2 separate regions of the Sus scrofa genome follow, and region 1 is linked to region 2. A link is a contact called in public promoter capture Hi-C data. All regions are on one chromosome and are shown on one strand. The core of a region is the stretch at or near the end of the contact, and the rest is flanking DNA. Distances in the headings are between cores, read along the strand shown. Region 1 holds the start of CCDC134 (coiled-coil domain-containing protein 134). Region 2 holds the start of CENPM (centromere protein M).

Evidence for each region. Promoter capture Hi-C pulls out the DNA fragments that hold promoters and counts their contacts.
Region 1: a promoter capture Hi-C map of liver shows a contact between it and region 2, with 4 times the contacts expected there. The contact joins the promoter of CCDC134 here to the promoter of CENPM in region 2. A contact is called at or near these places in 1 of 5 promoter capture datasets (liver), 16 of 47 Hi-C or Micro-C datasets (alveolar macrophages, blood, embryonic fibroblasts and 7 more) and 1 of 2 datasets of contacts at active chromatin or transcription factors (skeletal muscle).

Annotation. Positions count from the first base shown.
Region 1 is chr5:6,799,438-6,802,137 of Sscrofa11.1, reverse strand. CCDC134 (coiled-coil domain-containing protein 134) reads left to right here and starts at 1,322. Exons shown (of 7, transcript XM_021091452.1): 1 at 1,322-1,452. It overlaps MEI1 (meiosis inhibitor protein 1), which reads left to right. Exons shown (of 36, transcript XM_021091442.1): 30 at 89-201; 31 at 965-2,344. The coding sequence ends at 1,010.
Region 2 is chr5:6,676,260-6,679,075 of Sscrofa11.1, reverse strand. It overlaps CENPM (centromere protein M), which reads right to left and starts at 1,324. Exons shown (of 6, transcript NM_001159305.1): 1 at 1,212-1,324; 2 at 577-656. The coding sequence starts at 1,268.

The DNA.
Region 1 (2,700 bases), core at 73-2,572, 120 kb before region 2:
GGTCAGGAGCACGGGGTGAAGCGGAGCGGGGGCCCGTATAGAGTGGGCACTGAGAGAGCCTGCCTTCTCTACCCTCTTCTCCTCCCAGGTCCAGAGCATGGGCCTCCTGGCTGATCACAGCATGGCCCAGACCCTGCGGGCCTCCTTGCAAGGCCTTTCCCCCAGGGCCTCCATGGTCCAGCCACCCCTGCAGGACATGCTGTATCCTTTCTTGCATCTGGGAGCTTTGGCCTGGGCAAGGTCACCCAGGCTGTGGCATCATGCTTCAGGATAGAGAGGTACACTGTCTACAGCCCTGTCCTCTAAAGCAAGCAGGGGTCAAAGAGAATAATTAATAGTGGTGGCAATGACAATGACTTCTTCTATTTATTAGGTTCCTACGAAGAGCCAGTTAGACATACTATGTCTAATCCTCGCAGTAGCTAGAAGTGTTAATGCAGTTGTAACAGATCAGAGAAGTTAAATGACATGCCCAGAATCACACAGTGATAGCATCAGGATTTGACCCTAAATCTGCCCATCTCCAAAGTCACATCACCAAACTCAGAAGGAGCTACTCCTTACCCAGGAGCTTTGGAGAAGCTGCCCTAAGTGCAACATGGGGGATGCTGGATGACTGCCATGTCCCTGAGAAAGCCTGGGGCTGTGGGCAGTGGTCGCAGGCCCTCAGAGGGGTTGTCGTGGTGCTGCAGAGACACTTTGGTCTGGAGGTGTGTGTGTGGGGAGGGTGTCTCCTTCCCACCCCTACCAGCTGCACCCTGGCTTTCCTCCTTCATGGAACAGTTCCCCAATGTACAGCAACTACCTACCCCAGCGTTCAGCTCCCAATTTTAGGATCCACCCCACTATTCTCAAGAGCAACTCTGCTCTTGTCTGACCATTTTGCCCCTTCGGAGCCCTGGAAGTGTGGTTCTCCCGTGGTTGCCCCACCTCTCCGCTGTTCTCCTCTCATGTTTGCTGCCAGCTGCCTGGAAGGGGTGGCTGTATCCCTGTCCCACATCAGAGACTGACCCTCAGGAACTGAAGGCCTGGAAATGGAGAGAGCGGAGACCTGGAGAAGACGAAGTCAGGGCACAGTGGTTGGGTGGAAATGGGTGACACGTGCAGCTGTTCACCTGGAGACATTTACTCCACCACTGAAATTGAATAGGGAAATAAAGTGATGCACTGGCCAACCTGTATGGGCTCTCCAAAAACTTGCCTCCCTCCAGCTGGTTCTGCAGCCCAGGTGGATGGCTTCCTTGGGGAGTGAGGGGCGGGGTTTGTTCTGGTAACACCAGCACCAGCTGCTTGCCTCAGGTGCAGACACCAGTCAGGCCATCCTGGGGGCTGGAGGGGCAGAAGGCGGCTATGTATTTGATGCTCTTGTGATCCAAGTGCTCTGGGAAGTACTGTACCTGTTGCTTCAGGTCATGTGAAGGTGGAGAGAGGTACAGTTACCAGTCAAGGAAGGTAAGTGGGTCAAGCCTTTCCCAGACTTCCTAGCTGAGGGAAACTGTTCTAGGCAGCCCTTCCCCAGCTGAAGTAGGTCTCCTGTGTTTATTGCCCGTAGGGCCCTCCTTTGAGCTTGTATTTGTGTGCCCACGTGTGTGGTTCTCTTAAGGTCTGCGCTCCACAGCTGCCCGCTCCTGTTCTGAATGCAGCCCACCAGAACCTTTAGCTCCCTTTCCATCTGTCTGCCAGGGGCCCCAGTGCCTGTAGCTGGCTATCCCTTACTGGCCCTACACGAATCGGGGCTGAACTCTGCTAACTATAGGACAGAGAAGGATCCGACGAAATTGGTTTAGAACTTGGTGGACCGGGGCGGGGGCGGGGGGGGGGGGCGAGCAGGGGACGCCTGGACTCTGCACTGCAGGTTACTGAGAAAGTCACAACAAACTGATCAGCACAACTGCAGTTTGAAAAACCCTCAGCTGACTAAACGGTTTCGGGAGGGCGCGAGGAAGGTCGCCGGGCCGGCAGGGTCAAGGCCCCGGTAGGCTGACACGTCCTTTAACGTTAGGCACAGACCCCAAGCTGACCACTTCCTCCAACCCGATCTTAACACGCGCCACGTGTGTAAGCCGCGGCGTGTGGTGGGCTGGGCGAGACAGGCGGACAGCCCGCAGGACTCGTGCCGGAGCCTACGGGGCGGGGCCGGAGGTGAGGTCAGCGAACGGCTGTCGCGGTCCGCGCTCATTGGTCAGGAGCGGCACGGTGGGCGGAGCGGCGCTCCTGGTCCCGCGCTGCTGTTCTCTGGCTCTCAAGAGGTTCCGCGACTCTGCTGATCGCTCGCAGACCCTCGAGTTGAGCTCCGCCGAGCTGCACGCCGACTGCCTGCCCACTCGCCAGCGGCGCCGGACTGGTAGGTGAGGACGGAGCGCTAGACAGGCAGGCTCCCGGAGGGGGAGGTTACAACCGAGGGCCCAGAACTGGCCGCAGGTGGTGGTGGGGGGCGGTCCGCGGACCCAGGATACCTCTCATTGGAAAGGCTCGTTTTCCTCCCGGAGCTCTAAAGGCTTTGGGCAGCAACCCTGGTGTGGTGAGCCCGGGTAGCCGGTTCAGAATCCACTACAAGCGACCTCTGCAGAATGGGTTCAGAATCGCACGCTGAGCCAGGAAGAGCTCTGGGGACTCTAGGGGCCAGGAGCGGGATTGAGAGGCTGGAGAAGTGGGAGTAACGGTGGAGAAAGCAGGATCTGCCACCACGCAGTAGGCTTT
Region 2 (2,816 bases), core at 75-2,574:
CTAACTAGTAAGGGGGCATTTCCAATTCCCATACAGGAAATACCCTCTAGATCAGGATCATTCTCCTTCAGTATAGAGCCCTGGAGCTATCTTTCTATCAGGAGAATAACACCCACACACATTCAGTCACTTGACTCCCCTCAGCAGCTGTTTCTACTCTTTTTCATTTAGAAAAAGGAAACAAAATAAACTTTTCAGTCAGCTTTTCTCCAAATTTGGGGGTTGTGTGAGCATCTACTTGGTACCACGTACTGGTCAAGGCACTGGGGAATCCCCAGGGAGCGAACGTCAAAGTCCCTGTCCTCAAGGGGGCTGACCTTGGGGTCCCTCAGGGTGGCAGACTGTTAACAAGTAAACAAACCAGAGAACAAGGAAATTTCTTACGGTGCCAAGTGCTAGAGAAAAGTAGAACAAGTGTGTGACAGAGAGTGGTGTAGGATACCTTAATCGGGGCCAGATCACGCGTTAGGGCGCCCAGAGGTTGGCGCCCGCCTCTCTGGCGGTCCCCTCACCCCCACCTCGCTCTCCCTCGCGCCCAGGTCAGCGATCGGACACCCTGGGCATAAGGTTACTTACACCTTCAGCTCCGAGGCACAGTCCTCCTTGAGCATCGAATCGGCCAGCTGCTGCAGAAGAGCATCCTCTGTGCCCACCAGCTGCGCAGAGAGCAAAGGCGACGGACTGATACCAGGGCATAGCAGTCCCGCTAGAGGGCCTGGGGATCAGGCCACAGACTCAAGACAGCTGCACCCCAAGATTCCGGCTCCAGCACGCGAGGCGCCCTTTACCGAGACGACTACAGAAGGCACGGGTGAGGATCAGAGGTTGGCACCTGCTCCGGTCCTGTCCGGTCTGCACTCACGACCTCTCCGGACCCTCCCTCGGATGGCCTCGTCTCTCCGGGAGGCCAGACCCCGCCACGCAGGAAAACCAAGTCTTGGACACCTCACACCCCGCACCCCGCCGCGCGCGGTCTCCCCGCCCATCCGTCCCACCAATCAGAAACTGGGAAAGAGTCTGCCGCGCACTTATTGGTGGACACGTCCCTCGGCCTCAAGAGGACCGCTATTCCGATTGGTTCAGAGCGTGACTCTCCCGCCCACCACACCCCTGCCAGAATAGCCCGCGCCAGGCACCTCGGAGAGCTCGGAGAGCGGAGGCGCAGCTTAGGAGGAAGGGCGGGCGGGGGAGTCGCGGCTGTTGACGCCTACCAATATGGTGGCCGTGTTCAGGCCCGGCAGCTTGTCCATCGGCCGCAACACCGACATCGCAATGACAGGCGAACCGCCGCTCCCGCGGTGCGCGCCGGGCTTTCAAACCGCCCGGTGTTCCGCCTCTACTGCGAGACCAAGGGTCACGTGACATTTCCCGGGCGGGGCTTCTTGGGGGCAGGACGAGGCCTCCTTAAAGGAACCGCTACCTGCTTTTCTGAGGGGGACGTTCCAGCGCTGGCCCTGGGCACATAAAGCGCTCCCTGAGCGAGAGGACTTTTATTTCAGTCCTGGGAGAAAGAAGACATTCAGTGATTCATTCATTCATTTTCGTTCATTCATCCTGCATTTGTAGTACTCCTGATGCCTTCCAAACCTGTCCTTCCCTCATCTTCTCCATCTCTATTGTGCAGCTGTTCCGAGCAAAACCTTGGGTCATTCTTGGCTCCTCTTCTCTGCACCTCCCATCCAATCTGTAAGCAAGCCTGTGGGTTCTGTTCTTAAAAGACAGCTGGGGGGTTTTGTTGTGGCGCAGCAGAAATGAATCCAACTAGTATCCACGAGCTTGTGGGTTCTATCCCTGGCCCCGCTCAGTGGCTTAAGGATCCGGTGTTGCTGTGAGGTCTGGTGTAGGTCGCAGACCTGGCTTGGATGTGTTGCTGCTGTGGCTGTGGCGTAGGCCAGCCGCTGGAGCTCCGATTGGACCCCTAGTCTGAGAACCTCCTTATGCCGCGGGTGTGGCCATAAAAAGCAACAAGAACAAGAAAGAAAGGAAGGAAGAAAGAAAGAGGCATCTAGAAGCTGACCATCTCTCACCACCCCCACTCCCCCACCAGGATAAGCCCCAGTTATTTCTCTTCCAGTCTATTCTAACAGCCTTCTCACTGTCTCCCTGCTACCACCCTGGTCTCCAAGGCTACTAGCTATTCTTCACGCAGCAGTCAGAGTTATCCTTTCAAAACAAATCAAAGCAGATACTTCTCTGGTCAAAACCCACCAATAGTTCCCCTTTCACTCAGAGTATACTGCAAAAGCCTTACATGGCCTTTGAGACTCGTGTGATCTTCTGCTCTTTTCCCTGCAATGTCAGCTCCAGGACCTCCGCCGCCCAGGGTTCCCTCTGGCTGAAATGCTCTTCTCCCAAATAGTCATTTTGTTTATTTCCTATCTTTGTGTTTCTGCTGCAATGTCACTTTATCAGAGGGGAGTTTCTTTTTTTCTTCTTTCTTTTGCTTTTTTAGGGCTGCAGGTGAAGCATATGGAAGTTTCCAGGCTAGGGGTCGAATCAGAGCTGCCTCTGCCAGCCTGTACCACAGCCACAGCAACACAGGATCCGAGCCACAGCTACGCCACAGCTCACAATAACGCCAGATCCTTAATCCACTGAGTGAGGCCAGGGATCATTCCCACATCCTCACAGAGACTACATCAGGTCTTTAACCCACTGAGCCACAATGGGAACTCCAGGAGGAGCCAGTTTAGGTCAGAGGAGAACCTGCTAAGAAGGTGATGAATGAGTGAAAGAGGAGCCCGTTAAATGCAGTGAAGAGGACTCAGGCAGAAGGAGCAGCAAGTGCTAAGACCCCAAGCAGGGAGCATTGCTGA